7 separate regions of the Mus musculus genome follow, and all the other regions are linked to region 7. Evidence: chromatin contacts called from public Hi-C, HiChIP or PLAC-seq and promoter capture Hi-C data. All regions are on one chromosome and are shown on one strand. The core of a region is the stretch at or near the end of the contact, and the rest is flanking DNA. Distances in the headings are between cores, read along the strand shown. Region 1 holds the start of Tnip1 (TNFAIP3 interacting protein 1). Region 2 overlaps Jade2 (jade family PHD finger 2). Region 3 holds the start of Phykpl (5-phosphohydroxy-L-lysine phospholyase). Region 4 holds the start of Hint1 (histidine triad nucleotide binding protein 1). Region 5 holds the start of Rmnd5b (required for meiotic nuclear division 5 homolog B). Region 6 holds the start of Hnrnpab (heterogeneous nuclear ribonucleoprotein A/B). Region 7 holds the start of Hspa4 (heat shock protein 4).

Region 1 (2,700 bases), core at 96-2,595, 1.7 Mb before region 7:
CTATTTCCTCATTTCCTCAATTATTGCTTTTATTTAGGTTTAGTTAATTTACATTTGATCCACCATATGTGGATAATGGTCACTCAGTTGGATAGGACAGTCCTGAACTAGGGATAATCAAGAAAGCCTCTCTCACCCAGGTGGCCTCTTCCTATCTCCTCAGACATTTTTGTGGCAGGTAGTGAATGGCAGTGGGTAACTTTATATATGTAGTCAGTGGTTTACAAGGGGTGTCGACAAAGCATCTTTTGGCTTCTGGTACAGTTGCAGAAAGCAGACAGAGCAAGACTCAGTTTCCCACTTTGCAGTGGGTGTGACAGTGAGTGAGATGGGGGTCAGTGACACGTGCATGTGTGAGCAGTCATTTGTTGTGACAAAAGACTGACAAGCAGCATCTTAGAGGAGGGGTTTATGTTGGCTCCCAGTTTGAGGTGATACAGTCCACTCTGGTAGGAAGGCCTGGCAGTGTGGGAGTGGCTCTAAGCTGTGGTGGCAAGTGCATCCGGGGGCTCGCTCACATCTAGTGGATCAGGAAGAGCAGAGAAAGCAGAAAACAGTGCTTGAACAACCCTCTCCTGATCCCCACTTTTCATTCAGTCTGGAACCCCAGCCTCCCCGGACAGTGCTGTCCACATTCAAGGTGGGTCTTCCCTCTTTTGGAAAACCTCTCTGGAAAAGGCCTTACAGGCACACCCCAGGTGTATCTCCTCGAGACTTCTAAATCCAGTGAAGTTGATCATAGAGAATAACCATCACACAAAGCTCAGGAGGAAGTGGCATGCTCAGACTGCAGCTGGCAGGTTCAGAACGGGCCAAGGGTTTCCAAGTGTGGCTGGACATCCAAGTGAGACTCAGCAAGACTCAGCATCTGGGGAAGAATGAGAAACTTTTCCTCCTCTGGAGAGGATGCTTGGGAGCAGATGAGGCAGGAACAAGACAGGAGGACGTGAGCAGGATGCCTGGAGATTTCCCCAAGGCCACGCACACTGGAATCCCCCACTTTGAACAAAAGAGGAAACATATATCTCCAGGCCATCCCAGCAGGGCAGCCCAGGTGGCCTGTGTCCTTGTACCTGCCTTTGCTTGATTCCCAGCCCAGCTCAGGAGCCAGCAGGCTCTCAGCTCTTCTCCAGAGCCCCCTCCCCTTCCTGGAATCTACCACAAGTGACAGGCAGCCTGGGGAGCAACAGGTGGAGGCTGGCAAAGGGCCCTCTGCTCTGCCAGAGGCGGGATGGGGCCTCAGCTCGGCCTTGTGGGGCTGCCTGGTGGCTGGCTTCTCCATCATGGGGGAATTCCCCTCCTGCCTCAGAGTCAGCTCCGCCCAGCCCTCCTTCCTGCAGAAGCTCAGAAAGCCCAGCAACCTTCACAGGGACACAGGGAGGCATGGCCGCACTCACTGGGCACATCTTCAGATCACCTCGTGCATTCTCGGATGAGTGACCTGGGCTGAAGGTAGGTGTGACAAGGCAGATTCCAGGAGCGTCACACGGTAATGTCAAGGCCACCAGACCTTCCCAGCTGTGTGTCAGTAACTGCTTGGCCTCCTCTTCTCTGCCAGCTGGGGTCTTTTGCTCCCCAGCCTAGCTTGGTGGGCCCACCTAGGGCCTTGAATTCTGTGTCTCTGTTCTTCCCTGAGCCTCCTTTGCCCTCTGACCTCTGTCTCTCTCCCTCGTACTTGTTCTGACCAATCTTCTCTCCGAATGTCTGCAACTTTTCCAAAGGGAAGGAAAGAGAGACTTTCTCTTTTTCTGTACTATCCCTCTCTCTGAGGGGTGAAGGGGACTTTTCTCTTTCTTGTTCCCATATTTTCTTGTGTGTGAGAGGACATGTTTGCATTTGTGTCAGGCTCCCAGGAGCAGGTACATATATCGGTCCATGGGAGTGTTTATGTTTGTGGATGGTCTGGGTGTCTGTCTCTGTGTGAATGTGAATTTTGAGGGGGATGGTGTGGGATGAGCTGGGCAGTTTGGAAGTCTAAACCCAAACAAGGAAGGTTGGTGGAAACCCATCTTGCTCCCTGGGGGACACAATAGCTGTTGAGCCCCTCCTCAGCACTGGAATGAAGGAACCCCTCCCCTGTCTCCAGACTTCTTTGCTCTGAGGCCCACTGGCTCCTTCTGAGGGTGAACCTTTCACCGAGAACTTGAGGCCCTGGGAGTGGGGCCAAGGGCTGGCAGATGGTGGGGACTTCTTTTTTTGATAATAAGCAGTCCAGTTTTTCCGAAGCTGGTCAGAGGGCCAGCCTAGGGAAGTCCCTGGCTGGGGGAGGTAAGGGCCAGAGGCTGGGTCTGACTTTTGACAGTGACCTCTGGACTGCAGAATGAGGGAGGAATGTGGCGAGATTCTAGAAGACATGAGAAGGTATGGGGTAGATTGAGAGAGAAATGCTATTGGGGCCTGGTAGGGCTTCCCAGGATTGGGCAATGTTCTGGTCCTATGGGTCTGCCTCCCTTAGGGACTAATCTCTTCCCACTTCCAGGAAGATGATGAGGAGCAAGCTAGGATCCCAGTTTGGAGCCAGCTTGATACTCTGATTTGGAGTCAGGCGGGCCAGAGGGAGAGAAGCCAGAGAAGGAAAGACCCAGGACTCCTCGAGACCGTGGGAGGGGCCTGGCAGGGCCAGTGTATGAGGAGCTGGGAATTTCCCTGGTGTCATTGTCCTAGAAACCAGAGAATAACAGGCAGGTTAGGGACACAGGA
Region 2 (2,816 bases), core at 282-2,781, 1.5 Mb after region 7:
TGACGTGGAGAGGAACCATGCTGTCTGGCCGCCTGAGGTTCCAGCATCCTTCATCCGGTTCAGTTGTTTCGTAGCTATCTTTTTTTTTTTTTTTTTTTTTTTTAATGTGTCCCAGGCTGGTTTTGAACTTGGTGTGTATCCAAGGATGACCGTCACATCCCGTTTACGTGGTGCTGGGATAGACCGCAGAGCTTTTTCCTGTGCTGGGCAATCATTCTACTAACAGAGTACATGCACAGGGTCCTCATGGCTGGGCGTGGCTGGCATGAGGTAGACATGCAGAGCCTCCCTGTACTGAGAGCAGACGTGCTGAGATGGGCAAATGTGTCCTTTCAGACTTTAAAACTCAGGGGGTCGTCACACCCCTGTTTTCCAGCTTCCCACCAATCTGGGTGCCTCCCCACTGCACAGCCTCCTGGAAGCCTTTGTAGCAGCTACCATGAGGGATACTGAGCGCCTCTCGCCATTCTTCAGGGACCATTCTTGTAGGGTACACAATACTGTCCCCACTTTATAGATGAGGAAGTCAGGAAATTCAGGGGAATTTCCTATGGGGCCTAGTAGGCCGCTGGGCCAGGAAATGACAGACCACAGGAACAAACCCTGGGCTGTCCCTGTGAGGCCTAGGGTAAGAGTATTAGGCATACTCTGACTACTCTTCCCCCAGACACCATGCCAGCCCAACTCCTCTGCCTCAAATGGCCTTTGGGCACTTGTGCTTACCTCATGGTCTAAAATCTGCCCCTGAGGATTTGCACTGTCCCTTTAGACTTGGTCCATGGCAAAAGAAACCTCTGGCGTCTGTCTACATCTCTGGGATAGCCTCTGCTCTCCCCTGTAGGTCTTGAAGGAGCTTTCCTTCCACACTGTCCAGCTCATTCTGTCTGCTGTGTCTGAGGAAGAGGTGTTGGCTTAGGGTCAGGTCAGTTCGCGCCTGGGAGAAGTGCTCTTTCTGGTGTGTGTCCCTCAGCTCTGGCTCCCCAAAGGGACAGCCAGGCCACACCAGTGAAGCAAGCAGGTGTGACTGGTATTTGGCAGTAGGTGGCTGTTCAGACAGGGATGCTCAAACGCTTGACTAAGTGTATGTTTAGGGCACACAAAGCTGGATTGTGACAAAATTACAGGCTGTGCTTTTAAGAGACGCTCATTTGAAGTGACAGTTTCTTGGGAAAGGCAGCATTTGGTTGTACTGAGGGCTTTGGTGTTGGCTTCTGTTTGAGATAGTTTACTTGGCGTGGGAGGAGGGTCCTGCCATCATTGTTACCTATGACTCTTCTCATGTGGGTGGTGGCACTAACCTTTAGCCTTTGACCCCTTCTCATTGTCCTCATGACTTCCAAGCCTACAGTCTTTTCTCTCTGCTTATACCCCTGGCTCCCTGTACCCAGCATCCTTCCTGTCCCCTTTCTGACACCAGGGCATTTCCTGAAGCCAGGGGCCCTCCCTGAAGCTCAGCCCTTGCCCTTTGTGCCATCTTGAACCCTCCCTCCCCTGCTCAGGCTGAGCTGAGTCACAGCCCTTGGCAAGCCCTGGCTCCGACCCCAGGAGGCCTCCTGGGCAAGTGTGGGGCCTCTCAGGCCTGGCAGGGCTGGCCAGATGGAGGCCAGGCTCCAGACAATAACCATGGCAACCAGTGGGTATGGGAAGGCCTGGCATTTTGAACTGGCCTCAGAATCTGACGGGTAGCACACAGATGTGTGGAGGACCCCACCCACCTGAGGCAAAGTGCCCCTTATTTTCCACTTCGGGGGGGGTAGAAAGGTGATTGACATCTAGCAGTCTTCACACACACACACACACACACACACACACACACACACACACACACACACACACAGAGTCAGCCTACCACCTCCACCACCACCACCTGCCTAGCACTTTGGCTAAGAGCTTTCTTTGTTAATCCCTGCCATCCTCTCACCAAATGCCTATGGTAGATTATGTTAGTAGTATTCCTGGGGACTGGAGGGAACAGACATTCAAGGGTGGAGCTTTGGTGCCTGCAGCAGGTTTCCTGGTCCCAAGGGAAAACTGATCTGGCATGGGATCTGAGACAGTGTTGGAGCTTGGAAGTTTGGAGAGGCAAGCTGAAGCAGTAAGAAACACCATGCCTGTGTGGTTCATGGGGAGGTTCAAGGTGTGTGGCCAGCATGTCTCAGTGACCATGCACCTCTAATCCAGAAAGCCCGCTCCAGGGTTCTATAGTAGAGTCCCATGGAGCTGAAACACCTGGGGAAAGCAGCCAGACTTCAACTCAAGACCTGTAGGCTGTTGGTGAGGAAGGGCCAGAGATTATGAAGCCATGCAATCAATCTTTGGTCTTAGCCTGGAGGGGTATTGCCAAAGGGTCTAGAATCCAGCTGGCTCTGTCTCACTTGTCCCTGAGTAGCTGGCACAGGGCATTAACCAGAATGGCACTTGGGACACCTCCTGCAGACCAGGCAGGGCTGGTCCAGGTTGGGAATAATCCCCAACTGGGCAAAGCAGATGCTACTGTGGTGAACCAGGGTCCCATGTCATTCCCACATGGTCCTCACTCTGCCTTACAGCCCTTAGGACGTACTGTTCCTGAAGATCCACAGTTAATAGAGTCTGTAAGGCAGACTGGTAACAAGGAAAGAAATGGGAATGGAGGTGGATATGAGGGGATGGGCGTGGTCGGGCATCAGCATCTCACACCCATCTTACCCTTGGGCAACCAGTTCTTCAGCTGGGCAGCCCGAGGAGGACAAGCTAAGGCCTCTCTCTTTATCACTACCATTCTGTTTCCCAGGCTCCTCCCACCACTGAAAGGCCCCCCCACGCAGATGTCCCCA
Region 3 (2,842 bases), core at 76-2,575, 1.7 Mb after region 7:
CTGGCTGTTAACTCAGGAGACCCCCCTGCCTCTGTGCCCTGAGTGCTGGGAGAGTCCTGGGTTTTAACCCTTACCTGCCTGCAATGTGCCTTCTAACAGCTGTGGTAGCCCAGTTGGCTGAATTCATACTAAAGTTTCCTATTACCCCTATAGTAGTCAATAGAGGTGAAGGCCTGCTGTCAGCACCCTGCACGAGGCCAAGATGAGCACACTACATTTGTGGTCATGGATGGGTGGACTGTATATATGCCTGGTTTGATGTGAGTTCCACGTGGGACGTGCAGCTTGGACCTTGGCATGTGAACCTCTCAGGCCTGCCTGGTTTAGCACAGCTATGGTGTGGAGTCTTTTCACAAAGACTGGGGTGCCCCCCTGAGCATCCGATTCAGTTCTGTTCAACCCAGGCTATCAGTCAGATCTATGGCCTCAGCCTCCTCCCCTGTCTCACCAAGGGTGAGAGGCGTCATACTGACCATGAGCCACGTTGTTGATACAGTCCAGGTACTCTCGCCCTTGCTCATCGTACAGGTACTGCCCTTGGCCTCGGATAATCTTAACAGGATCCTCAGGAAAAAAGAGTCTGCAGGAAGAGCTGTGGGGACAGGCAAAGGATCGACAACCCTGTCTGAAGACTGACCTCCACTCATTACAGCCCCCTTCACTCCTTCCTGATTCTGGGATGGACAAAAGCTTGCAGGGCACGGTGGAACTTCCCTGCCTCCCCATTCCTGTGAACAGGACGGAGCAGAAAGTTTCTGAGACAAAACTAAGCCTTTGTGGCCCTCTCAGTTTTGCTTGCACACTGAGACTCCTCCAGTCCCAGTGAAAAGGGCTTCGGAATGGCTTCCTGAAGAAAACCCCCTTGTTAGGAGCTGCATCTCAGCCCCTAACATTCCTTGCCAACCCAGTGGCCTTGCTGTCCCCGTTAGTAATGGCTAGCTCCAGTCCTAAGTTCCAACCATAAGCTTCTCTCCACGTGGCACCGAGGATACTCCTCACAGGCCAAGAGCAGACTTCCTGTAACCCTGCCCGTGACATGACTGCCCCCCAGGCCAGGCCCAGCTCCTTATGCAGGTGGCTGCCAGGGGCAAAGCTCGCTCCACGGGACAGGGGACGCCCCGGAGTCGCGGGGTGGTTCACGGCCGCTTCTAGTAGGCTGAGGGAGGCGGGGAAATCAGGGACTCGGGGTGGGCGCTATACGCGCTTTCGGAGCCCACACCCGGTACCTGAGCAGCCGACGTCTCAGGTCCAGAGTGACGGCCTTGGCGCGCGTGTCCGCGGCCATGGCGCCGAGCGGTCAGCCAGTACCCAGATGCTGCGCGCTTAGCTCCGCCTCCGCCCGCGACGTCAGCTCTGGGTGGGGCTTCAGTGCTGGTCCCGCCCCCAGGAGCTCCCTTCCCGGGCGTTTACGGAACTTGCAAGCGAGATAGCTTGCAGTTCACGTCATCACGGGCGGATACTCTCCGCTGATCCATGGTCGGACTTCGCCCTTCTCTCCTACGCCCGAGGTTTCCCTCCCAGGAATGTGTCCCCAGACCGCCAGGTGGAGCGGGACTCTAAACTGCGGCGGGGCACGCCCGAGCAGGTTGCTGTCTCTGCGCTGATAACGTGACACCCTGTGAGGGTAAATTACTGGCACCCTGGAAGGACAAAGGCCTTCCTGGCATGGCGCTGTAGAGTTCGGTGCCACTGCTGGGGCAGACCACGGAGATCTCTAGAAATTCTTGCTAGGATTAGACAGGATAAACTTGACATGTCGCTACAGGAAGAGAATTTTGCAGTGGGCAGATAGGAAGAGGTTTGGAAAACTTCTGAGTCCTACCTTATGTACTGTGCAGGAAACAGGCCCAGAAAAGAACGGCTTTGCTCCGAGGCACACAATAGGCCCGCTGCAGAGGCCGGACTAAAACAAGGTCTCCTGAACTCTTACCTAGCACACTGAGTGACAAGAGACCTCTGTGGTCCCGGAGGTGGGAGAGAAGGGATACTCCCTTATGGGTTGAGCGCTGGAGCTGACTGTCTTGATGAACCCTGGAACAAAGGCCTGAGAAGGCCCCTCAGCAGACTGGGGCAGTCTTGTTCACATGCCAGCCCGCTGCCCCATTCTCCAGTAGCTTATTTCTTTTCTTCCCTAGAAAACTGCAAAATGCTTACAGCACTTATTAAAGAACAGCTTTGTATTCTTGTGGTTTTTGTTTGTTTTTATTGTGGTAAAATATACATAAAAAAACAAGCAATTTTGAAGGGTACATACAATTCAGTGGCATTAGTACATTCTCAATGTTGCATCTTGTCACCAAAACCCAGTCACAGAGCCCTTCCATCTTCCCCAACTGAGCGGTATTTCATGTTTTTAACCATAAACCTACCTAAAAGTCCATCTTCCTGCTCAGAAAAGGCCTATCCTTCCTGTCCTTGGTCCCATCCTCTCTCCATTTTCTGGCATCTGTCCTTTCAAGGCAACCCTGGAGGCCAAGAAGGCACAGGCTGAAAGGAGGAAGGGACTGAACAAGACTTGGATGTAGTGGGGGGCATGGTGGTGCAAGCCTGTAATCCCAGCACTTGGGAAGCTGAGGCAGAGCTGCAACTTTGGGACCAGCCTAAGTTATGTATTGAGACCCTGTCTCAACCAACAAGCAATCATTCCCCTGCCCAACCCTTGAATCCAGAGCAGGGTTTCCTCAGCTGGCATTCACAGTGAGCAGCTTCACTACTGGGCGTGTCCAGTGTCCTGGATTTCAGGTGTATGCTAACCTCGACTGTCTTCTGAATGCCAGGAGTGTCCCCCAATCCTGTGACAACTCAAAGCTTTAAGGACAGGGAATCTAGTAAGGTCGCTTCT
Region 4 (2,703 bases), core at 23-2,522, 1.6 Mb before region 7:
GGCTGGCCAGTCTTATGGATGGTGGGACTGGGATTACAGAACACACTAAAAGACTTGCAAACTTTGTAAATGAAATGGGCCTTTTTCTAAGACTAGTGACAAATACAGGCAATTTAAATAAAACTCACCTCAAGAACCCAATGAAATTTGGAGTACTATTTCAAGTCTATGTGAACATTACCAGTAGCATTAATGCTTTCTCATATTGCATGTTTCTTAAAGTGAACTGAACAAACCCGTATAAAACCTTTTGGTCAATGGGCCAAGCTCCCACCCTGCTTTATGTGAGACTGAAAGCCATAAACAGAACTGTCTAGGGAATAATTTACAAAATTGGTCTTCACTATCGACTGAGATTTCATCTATCAAGGAGGGGAAAAAATACAACTTTGGATCTTGCACCATAAATGTTTTCTCCGATCAGCAGGGTGTGGGCTGCCTGCAATCCTTAGCATATGGGTGGTGGAGGCGGGGGATCAAGGGTTCAAGGTCCGCCCCAGTTAGTTAGTCAGCAAGTTCATGGCCTGCCTAGAGTAGTGAAGCCGATCTATTAAAATAAAACAAACAAAACACCCTAAAGCAGTATTTTTTTAAAAAGCTTGAAGGGCTAATTCCAGTCCCCAGAGGCAACGTCTGCAGCCGGAGCAGGGGACAGGGAGCATAAGGATCTCGAATCCCCGGTCACCTCGCAGTGCGGGGACCGCTGCGCGCGGGAGATCGCGGAGATTGCGCCGGGGGCAGGATCCGGTTTCCCGAAGGCCAGATTGACACCCGCGTGGTGGGTGGCGGCCGCGGGCCCCGGTGGGCGTCACCCCACGGGTCTGCACTTTACAGGGGGCCCGGGCGGGCGTCACCTCCCGGGGCCTCCGCCCGCATCACCTCACCAGGGCCGCGACACGCGGCGGGCCGAGCGGCCGATAACGCGTAACCCGAGCGCAGGCACGCGCCGCAGGGCCACGCGGGCGCAGGGCCAGGCCAGCCGGGCCGCGCGTCGCCTCAGGCCCGCGGCTCCTCAGGGAACGCCGGCGTGTCGCCGGGCAAGCGGCAAGCCTACCCGGTCGTCCTCGAAGATGATCTTGGCGGGGATTTCTTTGCGGATGATCTTGCCGAAGATCGTGTCGCCGCCGGGCTGGGCCACTTGAGCCTTGGCAATCTCGTCAGCCATCGCGGCCGCTCACTGTCCTTCCCGCGCCGCGGCCACAGTGGGGAGAGGAACCGCGGGAGCGCGCGGAGACTGCCGGCTCGCGCCCGGTGGGCCTGCGCGTGCGCACTGGCGCCGGCGTGCGGCGAGCGAGGGAACGAAATGGGCGGAGGAAACGCCCTTTCTTTGCCTCTGCACCTCTATAGGAAATTTTGATTTGCCAGTTCTGGGAGGAGGCTCGGCTTGGTACAGTGCTTTCCAAGCGCGTACGGAGTTCTAGGTTTGATCCCTTCCTCTCACGAGCCCGGCTTGGTGCTGCACGCCTGTAATCCCAGAGTTTGAGAAATGAAGACAGGAGGATGGAAGAGTTTAGTTCATCCTTCTCCACATTGTTTGAGGCCAGCCTGGGCTACCCGAGACCCTGCTCCAGAACAGTCTGGTTTCTATTTCAAGTTGTTCTGATCACATTTACTGGGTGTGATACCTTAGCCTTCCCTTTTTTAATTTTTTAAAAAAGATTTTTATTTTATATGTAGATGAGTATTTTGCAAGCATGTGTAAGAGTGAATCACATCTAATGCTTTGGATCCCCTGGAACTGGAGTTACAGTTGTGAGCCATGTGGGTGGAGGGAACTGAAGCCTGGTCCTTTCTGCAAGAGGAACAAGTGCTCTTGACCGTGATCGTTTAAACCCTCAGCTGTTTGAGGCCTTAGCTAAGAGCCAGGTGAAGTCTTACATCAGGTGGGGTTTTTTTGTTTGTTTGTTTCTTGCTGTGTGTGGCAGCAATTCTCAGTCATAACTACACACTAAAAACCACTTGGGAGCTCTTTAAACATCTCTGGCCACACTCTGCATCAATTAAGTCCAAGACTGCAGAGATGAGACCTTAGGTGGCAGTTGTTTGTAAGCCTCTTGGGCCATTTTCCCCGGCAGGAATCAGCTTCAGGTAAGATGCTCCACCTGGAAGAAACAAAAAGTCTTCCTTGGCCCCACCTCCACCCTTCCTCCTCTCTATCCCTTTGCTCCTCCTAAAAAGTGTTTTCTACATATGGTGTGCACTTTGTCATCATTGGTCCTTTGGGTCATTTCCTCCTTGTCGGGATTAGGCAGGACCTCCAATCAGCGTTCTCTAGACAATCGCAGTTGTCATATAGATCTGTTGGCCTGGTTGCTACAGTTGTTACCCTTGTCTTCTTTCAACATCTCACACCCTTGCCCTCTGGATGTTGGTTTTTTTTTTTTTTTTTCCTGCACGCTAAGCCTCCATTTCCATACCTCATTAGATTTTGTTCCTGGCCCTCTTATCTGACAATCTCCAAGTGGCCATAGGAAGAAACCTTGGGGACTTAGAGAGATGGTTCAGCGATCAAGAACACAAACTGTTCTCACAGAGGCCAGCACAAACATCACAACTGCCTGTAACTCCAGCTCCAGGGAAGTCAGATGCCTTTGGCCTAGCAGGATGTCTTCAGTCACCCATGGACATGTGAGCACACAGGTCTCACACACACACACACATGTATACACATAATTAAAAAAAAATAAAATGGGAAAACTTAAG
Region 5 (2,770 bases), core at 208-2,707, 1.7 Mb after region 7:
GCTGGAGGACCCCAGGTGATGGTGCACACACCTGTAATCTCAGTACACAGAAGGTAGAAAGAGGTCCTTCGTGATGTAAGGAGTTCAAGGCCAGTCCTGGGTAGGTATCAAAGACCCTTTCTCAAAAGATTCTCTCTCTTTCTTTCTCTCTTTCTTTCTCTCTTTCTTTCTCTTTCTTTCTTTCTTTCTTTCTTTCTTTCTTTCTTTCTTTCTTTCTTTCTTTCGACAGGGTTTCTCTGTGCAGTCCTGGCTGTCCTGGAATTCACTCTGTAGACCAGGCTGGCCTCGAACTAAAAAATCCGCCTGTCTCTGCCTCCCAAGTGCTAGGATTACAGGCATGTGCCACCACTGCCCGGTTCTTTCTTCTTTTCTTTTCTTTTTTTTTTTTTTTTTCCTGGTCTCAAACTCAGATCTGCCTGCCTTTGCCTCCGCAGTGCTGGAATTAAAAGTGTGTGCCATTACACCCGGCTCCTTCATTCTTTTTAGTTAGGGCATGTATACAACCCCTATTTCATTTTGCCCCTAAAGAGGGGCTATTTACAGAGAGCAGCTGGGCTGGGGGCTATGGATGCATAGGGTTAGGTGAGCCCGTAAGAACAAAAACCGAACTCTTAAAAATTGTGTGTGTGTGATGTGAACGTGGGTGTGCTTGCCTGTACAAGTGTGTGAGGGCCAGAGAAGGATTTGGGGAGTCTCGCTCCAACACTCTCCACTTTATTCTCTTGATCCTAGAGCTCTGCTTTTTAGCTACATTAGCTGGCAGGCAAACACAAGAATCCTTAAGTCTCTGCTAACCCCACTCCTGCAATTACAGGCCCGCGCCAGTAGGTGCGAGCCAGCTTTCTAACAGTACCTGGGATCTCAACTCAGCCCCTCACACTTGTTTTGCAAGCACTTTCCCTGTTACCTCAGACTCTTCCTTTAACATTATTTGCTAGTTCAAAATGCATCGCAGGAAATACTTAATCACTGGACCACATACATGTAATGGTCTCTTAAAATGTTCATTTTTCGGGTGCTGGGGGTGGACCAAGGGACCTGCGTGTACTTTAACCCTCCCCCTGTCCTCCCCCTCTCTCTGTCGTAGCTCAGGCTGGCCTAACTCACTTTGTATCCCTGGATCTCTGATCTTCTTATAATTATAAGATTATAGGCGGGTACCACAATACCCAGCTTTGTTTATTTTCTGAGCCAGAGTGTCGCTTTGTAGTCTAGACTGGCCTGGAACTCCCGGCGCTCGTCCTGCCTCCGTGTCCCCTATCCCAGCCTGGACATTTAAGACCTAGTTTACTGTGGTTGGGGGCCCGGATTAGGCAGGTGCGCCAGCTAATACTTCCGGTAGAAACTCGTGACAACCCGTCGGTGGTTCTGACGCGCGGAAACCCAGGTTTGCTCCGGATCGCAGAGGCCAGGCGTCCCGGCACTGCGCAGGCGCTAACTGTTGCCTGGCTCCGGCGAACGATTCATTCGGCATTCCTTGCAAAGCCGCGGGCGAGACACACTGTCTCCCCACGCTCCGCGACACCACGCATGGGCGAGCCCGGACCCACCCGAGAGGCAACCGCCGCGCCTTCCGGTTCCGATGACAGCGGCGCCGGAAGCGGGCTGAGCTGCAAGACTAGGTGACAGCCTGCCGGCTCCCGGTCCCGGGGTGCGGGGCGCCCCGACCAAAGCCTGGAGCAGTCGTCGGCCACACCCTCCAAGGGCTGGTGGAGTCGCCCGGACTCCGACGTCCCGTCCTAGTGCACCTGACTGAGTCAGAGGTAAGCAGCCAGTGGGTGGCGGGGTTCCGGCAGGGCACTGCAGGAGGGTCTCTGGGAGGATAAGTAGGAGTTTGTCAGTCTTTGCACTACTATGCGGGTCAAGTCGGGGTCGTGGCATGCCCCTAGGGTAAATGGTGGGCTTTCCTGTCCTTTCAGTTTTAGGTGAAGAAGTGACAATGTGAAACTTTCTAGTATTTGTAGGGATATGATTTGTTTGAGTGTAAAATACAGGGCATTCGATACTGTGGTTTGAAAAGATGACACGTGTGTGGAGACCTAGATAAGGAGCCAGCCATGGGAAGATGTGAGAGAGTGTTCCGAGAAGAGGATAGAGGCAGAAATAAACTGGATGTACCCTGGAACAGAAAGGCTGGTGGTGGTAGAGTGTGGCAAGTGATGGGGAGAGTCATTGGAGTGAGCATCACCAGGGAGTTTGTTTGGATAGAACTTTTGTTTTTCTTTTGTTTGTTTGTTTGTTGTCTTTGAGACAGGGTCTCTTATAGCCTAGGCTGCCCTGGAGCTTTCTAAGTAGACCAGGCTGGCCTTGAACTCACAAAGATGCATCTGCTTCTGCCTCCCATGTGTTGGGGGGTGGGGTGGGTTAAAGTCCTGCACCACCATACCCAACCTCAGATTTATTTATTTTCTTTTATAATGATGACGATGATGACAACGACGATGACGACAGCATTTCTCTACATAGCCTTGGCTGTCTTGGAATTCACTGTGTAGACCAGGCCAGTCTGAAGTCAGACAGATCTGCCTGCCTCTGCATCCTTAGTTCTGGGATTAAAGGTGTGAGTCACCACACCCAACAGATATTTTTTTTAAACTTCTTATTTCTAGGTGTATGGGGACCTTTTGCCTTCATGTGTGTCTGTGCACCACGAGATGCAGTGGATGAAGAGGGCTTCAGGGTCTCTAGAACTGGACTTACAGGAAGTTGTGACTGCCATGTGGGTGCTGAGAACAGAATCTGGGCTATTTGCAAGAGCAGCAAGTCCTCC
Region 6 (2,851 bases), core at 278-2,777, 1.7 Mb after region 7:
ACAGAGTGAGTTCCAGGACAGCCAAGGCTACACAGAGAAACCCTGTCTCGAAAAACCAAAAAAAAAAAAAGTCAAGAGGCAAGAGGTTCTGGATCTGGAGAGGGTTCAGTGGGCCACGTGGGCACAAGCATGAGGACCTGAGTTCAGGACTCCAGTGCCCACAGCTGAACAGGGGAGCACAAATCTAACTTCAGCTTACTCCATCAATGTGGGAGGAGACAGAGAATCTCCAAAGCTTGTGAGACCATTTGCCTGGAGGCCAGCCTGGTCTACAAAGTGAGTTTCAGGACAGCCAGGGCTATACAGAGAAACCCTGTCTCAAAAAAAAAAATCTATATATATCTCTATCTATCTATCTATCTATCTATATCCATCCATCCATTGGATGACTCACACCTTTAATTCCAGCACTTAGAAGGCAGGCAGGCAGTTTTCTGTGACTTCAAGACCAGCCTAGGTCTAAAAATGAAGTTGTGGGCCAGCTAGTTTGTTTAAAGGAAAAAAAAATTATAAAGAACAAAATGGAAAGTGAAGATTGATACCTTGTCTGATTTACACACTCAGGGCATAGAACTTACACTCAACACAAACGTATGCACACATACACAGGAATCATGGCCTAACCCAGGCCTTTAAAGTTTTATGGTCAATGCTTAAAAGAAAACTACCCCTCTTTACCATAACCTCATTTAACAGGGCTATTTTTCCAAAAGCAAGTTGTCAGACTAGGCAGGGTGACACATGTCTGTAATCATATCCTGGGGCTACATGAAAAGACTCTTAATTTTTCCATTTAGGATCATCTAAAAATCAGTGAAATTAAGCTAGGCACAGTGGTGGTGCAGCACATAATTCCAGCACTGAGGGGGTGAAAATGGAGGGTCAAGAGTTCAAGGCCAGTCGGAGGATACCAGACTTGGTCTCAAAAAACACAAAACGGAACCAAAGGAAAGAAATAAAAATTAAAGGCAAAGCTAAACACTAATGCGATATTAAGTATCTATGGGTGTCAAGCAGACACTGGAAATACTACGGTCCAACGTTCACTGCGCCAGGCCTCCATGGATGGCCCCAGCTAGCTCACTGAAGAGGGCAGGAGCCCTGGCATCTCAGGATGCCGAGGTTTAGGAGCAGGCTGTGCTGAAGGCCTCCGATGACCGCAGCACTCCGTAGATTAGAGCACTCCAAGATTAGGCTCCTTTCTCCGGGCGACCTTGGATTTAGGGGACTTCCTCCGGCTCATTCTCCTCTTTTGGGAGGCCGGGGTTGCTAGTGTAGAATAGGATGTAGGGATAGGATGACAGACTGCCGTGTACCCCGGGCAGCTGGGGACATTGGACGTGCTCGCCCGGTGACCGGAACCGTAGACAGTTCTCCGACTCGCGCGCGTTCTAAAATGAGGACAAAGCCCGCCCGGATCTAGAGCGCGCGCGCAGAAGCAGCCAATAAGATGCTAGGACAATGGTGAGTGGCGGTTCGCTTTGCCCAATGAGAGTATCCGTTGTTACGAGGTGGTGCCCGGCTTCGGCATTATAAAGAGCTCCACGAGTTGGCATTGTCAGGCGGTGGCACCGCGCGGGACGGAGTTAAGGTCTTCTTTATCGGCAGTGTACGGCGGCGGCCGAGCGGAGCGATAGTCAGTGGCTGCGGACGAGCCCTCGGGGGTGCGAGCGTGACCGCGGCCAAGCCCGCGCGTCGCCTTCTGCGGCGAGTAGGGCCTCGCGGCGTCATCGGCGGCGAGGTGAGCGGCCCGGCCGCGGGCGGTGGGCGGGAGCTCGGGGAGCGCCGCGGGGCCTGACGCGCTGTCGCCGCTCGTTGCAGTAGCCGCTGCGGCCTGGCCGACCATGTCGGACGCGGCTGAGGAGCAGCCCATGGAGACGACGGGCGCCACCGAGAACGGACACGAGGCCGCCCCCGAAGGCGAGGCCCCGGTCGAGCCCAGCGCGGCTGCCGCGGCCCCCGCGGCCTCGGCCGGGTCTGGGGGCGGGACCACGACCGCACCGAGCGGGAACCAGAACGGCGCGGAGGGCGACCAGATCAACGCCAGCAAGAACGAGGAGGACGCGGGGTAGGTGCGGCCGCGGGCCGCCGCCTTTGTTCTGGGGCCGTCTTTTGTTGGCGCCACGCGGCGGGGGGAGGGGCGGGCGGCCCGCGGAGCTGTGCCTGCCTGGCGCGCTTGCCGCCTGGCCCGGGCGCGGTTACGCGCCTCGGAGTTTGCAGGAGTTTGCGGGGTCGACTGTGAGGCCGATCTGGGCCGCTCGCGCGGTGCTTGGGCTACTTCGGGCCTCGGGGCGGGCGGCCCCGGAAGAGGAAAAGCGGCGGATCGCGAATCGGGCCGCGAGGGCTGCGTCTCTGCTGCGTAGGCGGAGTTGGCGCGCAGCGGGCCGGGCCTAGCCTGCCGCGAGTCGAGGGGCGGAGTTCCAGCCTGAACCCTGGGGCGGTCTTGGCACCGGGAAACCCAGAGTTCCTTGGGGCAGGTACTTGGGAGGCCGTGAGCTCAAGTAGATTCATGAGTGCAGGGCACGCTGATTTTAAACTCGTGAGGGGTCATGGGTCACATTCTTGTCCCGTATGTACCGTGTGTGGCTGTACAGTCTCGTTCAGCTGTGAGTTCCAGTTGAGTCGAGATTGCAGAGCGACGCAAGGGTTAACTTGAAAGGGGGCACCATCTCAGACTGGTCCATGGGACTGTGGCTCCATAAGCCCTTCCCCAGCCAGGAAAAGTGTCAGAATTCTTTTACAGCTTCTAAGGTTTGTGGTCTTGTCTCTCACTTGCAGAAAAATGTTCGTTGGTGGTCTGAGCTGGGATACCAGCAAAAAAGACTTAAAGGATTATTTTACTAAGTTTGGA
Region 7 (2,700 bases), core at 17-2,516:
CAGAGGCTTGAGGGAGAACAGATATCCCCTGTTGCTCTCTGATGTAGTTTTTGGAGGCAGGGTCTCTCTCTGAAACTGGAGCTCTAGTTTTTGGACTAGGCTGCTAGTCAGGGAGCCCCTCCAGTTAACCTCTTGTCTTTGTCCTGCTAGGTTCTCGATGACAGATCGAGATTGGGATTCAAACCCCAGTCTGTATGGTTTCACAGCACGTATTAACTGTGGAGCCATCTCTCCCGCACGGTTTACTGTGTTGGACACCGTTAGGCACCTATGAACAAGAGGTGACAAATAAGTGAAATTTAAAAATCCTTTCAGTTTTGTGGTGTTGGGGATCCAGTCCAAGGCCCTGAGCCTGCAAGTGTTCTAGCACTGTACTCTATATCCTCAGCCACAAAACAGCCAGAAACCGGGAAACTTAGGATCTTCCTCCTGCACTCTGGGTTGGTAATAATCAGAAACGCGTTGAAGCTGGTTCCCCTCCAGCTTTCCGCAACTGGCTAACGTAGTGGTCACTATAGTTTCAGATTCTTTAGTTTAACGCAGGGTGGGGGCATGGCTGTAAGTGGGTCCCAGCACTAAGGAGAAAAGAGCTTCCGAATTTCAAGGTCATCCTTGAGGACTGTCCTGCAGGACATTCTGTCCCCTCCCCACCTACTCTATATAATAATGTGTTAGCATTCACATAAACGTGACACTGGTCTTAGACCTCCCACTCCACGGAGCATGTGATTTGGACCCTTGTGTCCAGCTCAGGGAAAACACCTAGGACTGAAAGGTCCCTCGTCTGATCACGGGAAGTGAGTGGTTAAAAGTAGGTGGAAGCGTGGCTTCGGATTCTTTTAGTTAGCGCTTGGTTTTAATACTGAGTTTTACGTAGAGCCGAGCTGAAACCCTTAGCGCCCTTAGCAGGATTAACTCGAGTTCACTGTGGGGCCTTAAAAAAAAAAAAAAAAACCCTGCAGAGAGCCTGCAAAGTCACTGCCGGAAGTCCCTCCGCGGTGACGAGCACGGCGGAAGTGGGTTCAATGCAGCTCCCCGAAGAACTGTCTCACTCCCGCTCGCCTGACTTCTGGATGGGAGGCGCCCTGCAGCTCAGGGAGGATTGTGGGGGGCTTCTCCGCGCAGGCTCAGTGGCCCACTTCGCGTCGGACCGCTTCCGTCCCCCCACTTCCTTTCACGGTTCCTGTGCCAGGACGTGACGCCAGACTTCGTCAGACGGGAGGAGCCTTGGGAGGAAAAGCGTCTGAGCCGGGGTCTCGCGAGAACGTTTCGTTTCAGCGCAGTTCTCGCGCTGCAACCTTGCTCCTGTTGCAACGAGAGCCTTCGAGATCTTCTCCGCCTCCGCGACCGGCGCCTCCTCTGCGGCCGTGGAGCCGGAGCCGCGGCCCGAGCGGTAGAGGCCCCCGTCTTTCTCCAAGCCCCAAGCCTCCTAGCGGACGGTCGTCCGGCTTCGCCCGCCCAGCCGCGGCGCTCCACCGGCCCACGCGGCTCGCCCTCTTCCACGCGCCAACCCCGCCGGGTTCCGTGTGCAGTGTCGGCGGCCGGCCCTGGGCCCGAGCCGGAGCAGTAGCCGGCGCCATGTCGGTGGTGGGCATAGACCTGGGCTTTCAGAGCTGCTATGTCGCTGTGGCCCGCGCCGGCGGCATCGAGACGATCGCTAACGAGTATAGCGACCGCTGCACGCCGTAAGTGGGGCTTGGCTGGCGGGGTCGCCTCGCTTTCCGGGCGAGGGTCCGCAGGAGACCCCCGCCGAGTGCCGGGTCGCCCGCGGCTGCCACCTGCTTCGGATCCTGGGCCTGCGCCAGGCACGAGGCCCTTTCGCGCGGGCCAAACGAAGGCTTTGAGCCGGTACTCTGATCGGCGGAGGGCAGGAGCAGGAACTGAAAGAGAAGGCGGGCCTGAGACCGTGGGATGGACCGACCGCTCTCACCTCCTTTTTTGGGGGGGGGGAGGGTTTGGGTGGTTCGGTCTGAAACGAGGTCCAGGGCTTGCTGAGCTCGTCGAATCCAATAGAGGTTCAAACTCGGCCCACGGCGAGCATTTAATAAAAGTTAACTTGCAAGATTGTGGCCTCGGGACTGGGAAGCGCTCTGAGTCCCACGTGAGTGGGGGCGGGGTGGCGCCCGGAAGATGTGGAGTCTGAGTACCCACGGCAGGCCCTGAATAAAGTCCATGCTTTTCTTGATAGCGTTTTAACTCCCTTCATTCGTTTTTGGATATTGAGTTAGGTTGGGTCATTCCTTACCCAGGCTGCTCACCTATTCCTTAACAGCGTTAGTTTTTCATGCTAATGAATTCCAGCCGGAAGGTTGCCACAATTGTTAATGCATGACTCAAGGGCTCTGTTTGACTTCTAGAACTTACATGAAGTTATGGGACCAGTATAGACAAATCTGCAAAAAAAAAAAAAAAAAAAAAAAAGACTCACTCAGAGCTTGCTGGAGTAAAAGGGAGTCTACTTTTTAGATATATGTAGGATTTTTTCCCCCACATTTAGCCCAGGATGACCTAAAATTTTCATTCTGCTTCTGTCTGCTAGAATCTGGTATTACAGGTGCGTTAAAATTTTATTTATCTGGCGCTGGTGGCACAGGCCTTTAATCCCAGCTCTCGCAGGGAGGCAGAGGCAGGCTGCAGTGAGTTCGAGGCCAGCCTGGTTCATAGAGACCATTTCAGGATAGGCAGGGCTACGCAGAAAAG

What was found. A called contact is a pair of places that touch in the nucleus more often than the background predicts. HiChIP or PLAC-seq counts read pairs in DNA pulled down with a chosen protein or histone mark. Capture Hi-C pulls out chosen DNA fragments and counts their contacts.
Region 1: a contact with region 7 is called in a Hi-C map of B cells, with 5 read pairs. The contact joins the promoter of Tnip1 here to the promoter of Hspa4 in region 7. A contact is called at or near these places in 1 of 484 Hi-C or Micro-C datasets (B cells) and 2 of 9 other capture datasets (adipose tissue and liver).
Region 2: a contact with region 7 is called in a Hi-C map of B cells, with 5 read pairs. The contact joins the enhancer-like site here to the promoter of Hspa4 in region 7. A contact is called at or near these places in 1 of 39 promoter capture datasets (hippocampal neurons), 1 of 484 Hi-C or Micro-C datasets (B cells) and 2 of 115 datasets of contacts at active chromatin or transcription factors (embryonic forebrain and embryonic stem cells).
Region 3: a contact with region 7 is called in a promoter capture Hi-C map of liver, with 2.8 times the contacts expected there. The contact joins the promoter of Phykpl here to the promoter of Hspa4 in region 7. A contact is called at or near these places in 4 of 39 promoter capture datasets (liver, neural stem cells and pre-B cells), 1 of 484 Hi-C or Micro-C datasets (CD8 T cells), 4 of 115 datasets of contacts at active chromatin or transcription factors (bone marrow-derived dendritic cells, double positive thymocytes, microglia and 1 more) and 1 of 9 other capture datasets (liver).
Region 4: an H3K27ac HiChIP or PLAC-seq map of microglia shows a contact between it and region 7, with 7 times the contacts expected there. The contact joins the promoter of Hint1 here to the promoter of Hspa4 in region 7. A contact is called at or near these places in 1 of 39 promoter capture datasets (liver), 1 of 115 datasets of contacts at active chromatin or transcription factors (microglia) and 2 of 9 other capture datasets (adipose tissue and liver).
Region 5: a contact with region 7 is called in a Hi-C map of B cells, with 7 read pairs. The contact joins the promoter of Rmnd5b here to the promoter of Hspa4 in region 7. A contact is called at or near these places in 1 of 484 Hi-C or Micro-C datasets (B cells), 5 of 115 datasets of contacts at active chromatin or transcription factors (astrocytes, bone marrow-derived dendritic cells, large pre-B cells and 2 more) and 3 of 9 other capture datasets (adipose tissue, liver and pancreatic islet).
Region 6: a Hi-C map of B cells shows a contact between it and region 7, with 7 read pairs. The contact joins the promoter of Hnrnpab here to the promoter of Hspa4 in region 7. A contact is called at or near these places in 2 of 39 promoter capture datasets (embryonic stem cells and liver), 1 of 484 Hi-C or Micro-C datasets (B cells), 3 of 115 datasets of contacts at active chromatin or transcription factors (bone marrow-derived dendritic cells, double positive thymocytes and large pre-B cells) and 1 of 9 other capture datasets (embryonic stem cells).

The regions. Positions count from the first base shown.
Region 1 is chr11:54,961,585-54,964,284 of GRCm38.p6, reverse strand. Tnip1 (TNFAIP3 interacting protein 1) reads left to right here and starts at 1,345. Exons shown (of 19, transcript NM_001199275.2): 1 at 1,345-1,452.
Region 2 is chr11:51,831,371-51,834,186 of GRCm38.p6, reverse strand. Jade2 (jade family PHD finger 2) reads left to right here. Exons shown (of 13, transcript NM_001357588.2): 6 at 2,774-2,816. Among named protein-coding and RNA genes, the nearest start is that of Gm30110, 23 kb to the left of the region's middle. Within about 2 kb of position 1,531, at least 123 of the 459 cell types and tissues checked have an H3K27ac peak or open chromatin away from gene starts, as enhancers often do. A contact at or near this core is called in B cells, where this site is marked.
Region 3 is chr11:51,583,264-51,586,105 of GRCm38.p6, reverse strand. Phykpl (5-phosphohydroxy-L-lysine phospholyase) reads right to left here and starts at 1,325. Exons shown (of 13, transcript NM_028398.3): 1 at 1,227-1,325; 2 at 474-592. The coding sequence starts at 1,285. Col23a1 (collagen, type XXIII, alpha 1) reads right to left here. Exons shown (of 29, transcript NM_153393.2): 29 at 2,181-2,842.
Region 4 is chr11:54,864,952-54,867,654 of GRCm38.p6, reverse strand. It overlaps Hint1 (histidine triad nucleotide binding protein 1), which reads right to left and starts at 1,272. Exons shown (of 3, transcript NM_008248.3): 1 at 1,055-1,272. The coding sequence starts at 1,165.
Region 5 is chr11:51,634,583-51,637,352 of GRCm38.p6, reverse strand. Rmnd5b (required for meiotic nuclear division 5 homolog B) reads left to right here and starts at 1,457. Exons shown (of 10, transcript NM_025346.1): 1 at 1,457-1,763.
Region 6 is chr11:51,605,557-51,608,407 of GRCm38.p6, reverse strand. It overlaps Hnrnpab (heterogeneous nuclear ribonucleoprotein A/B), which reads left to right and starts at 1,527. Exons shown (of 8, transcript NM_001048061.1): 1 at 1,527-1,741; 2 at 1,822-2,068; 3 at 2,779-2,851. The coding sequence starts at 1,845.
Region 7 is chr11:53,299,045-53,301,744 of GRCm38.p6, reverse strand. It overlaps Hspa4 (heat shock protein 4), which reads left to right and starts at 1,266. Exons shown (of 19, transcript NM_008300.3): 1 at 1,266-1,685. The coding sequence starts at 1,579.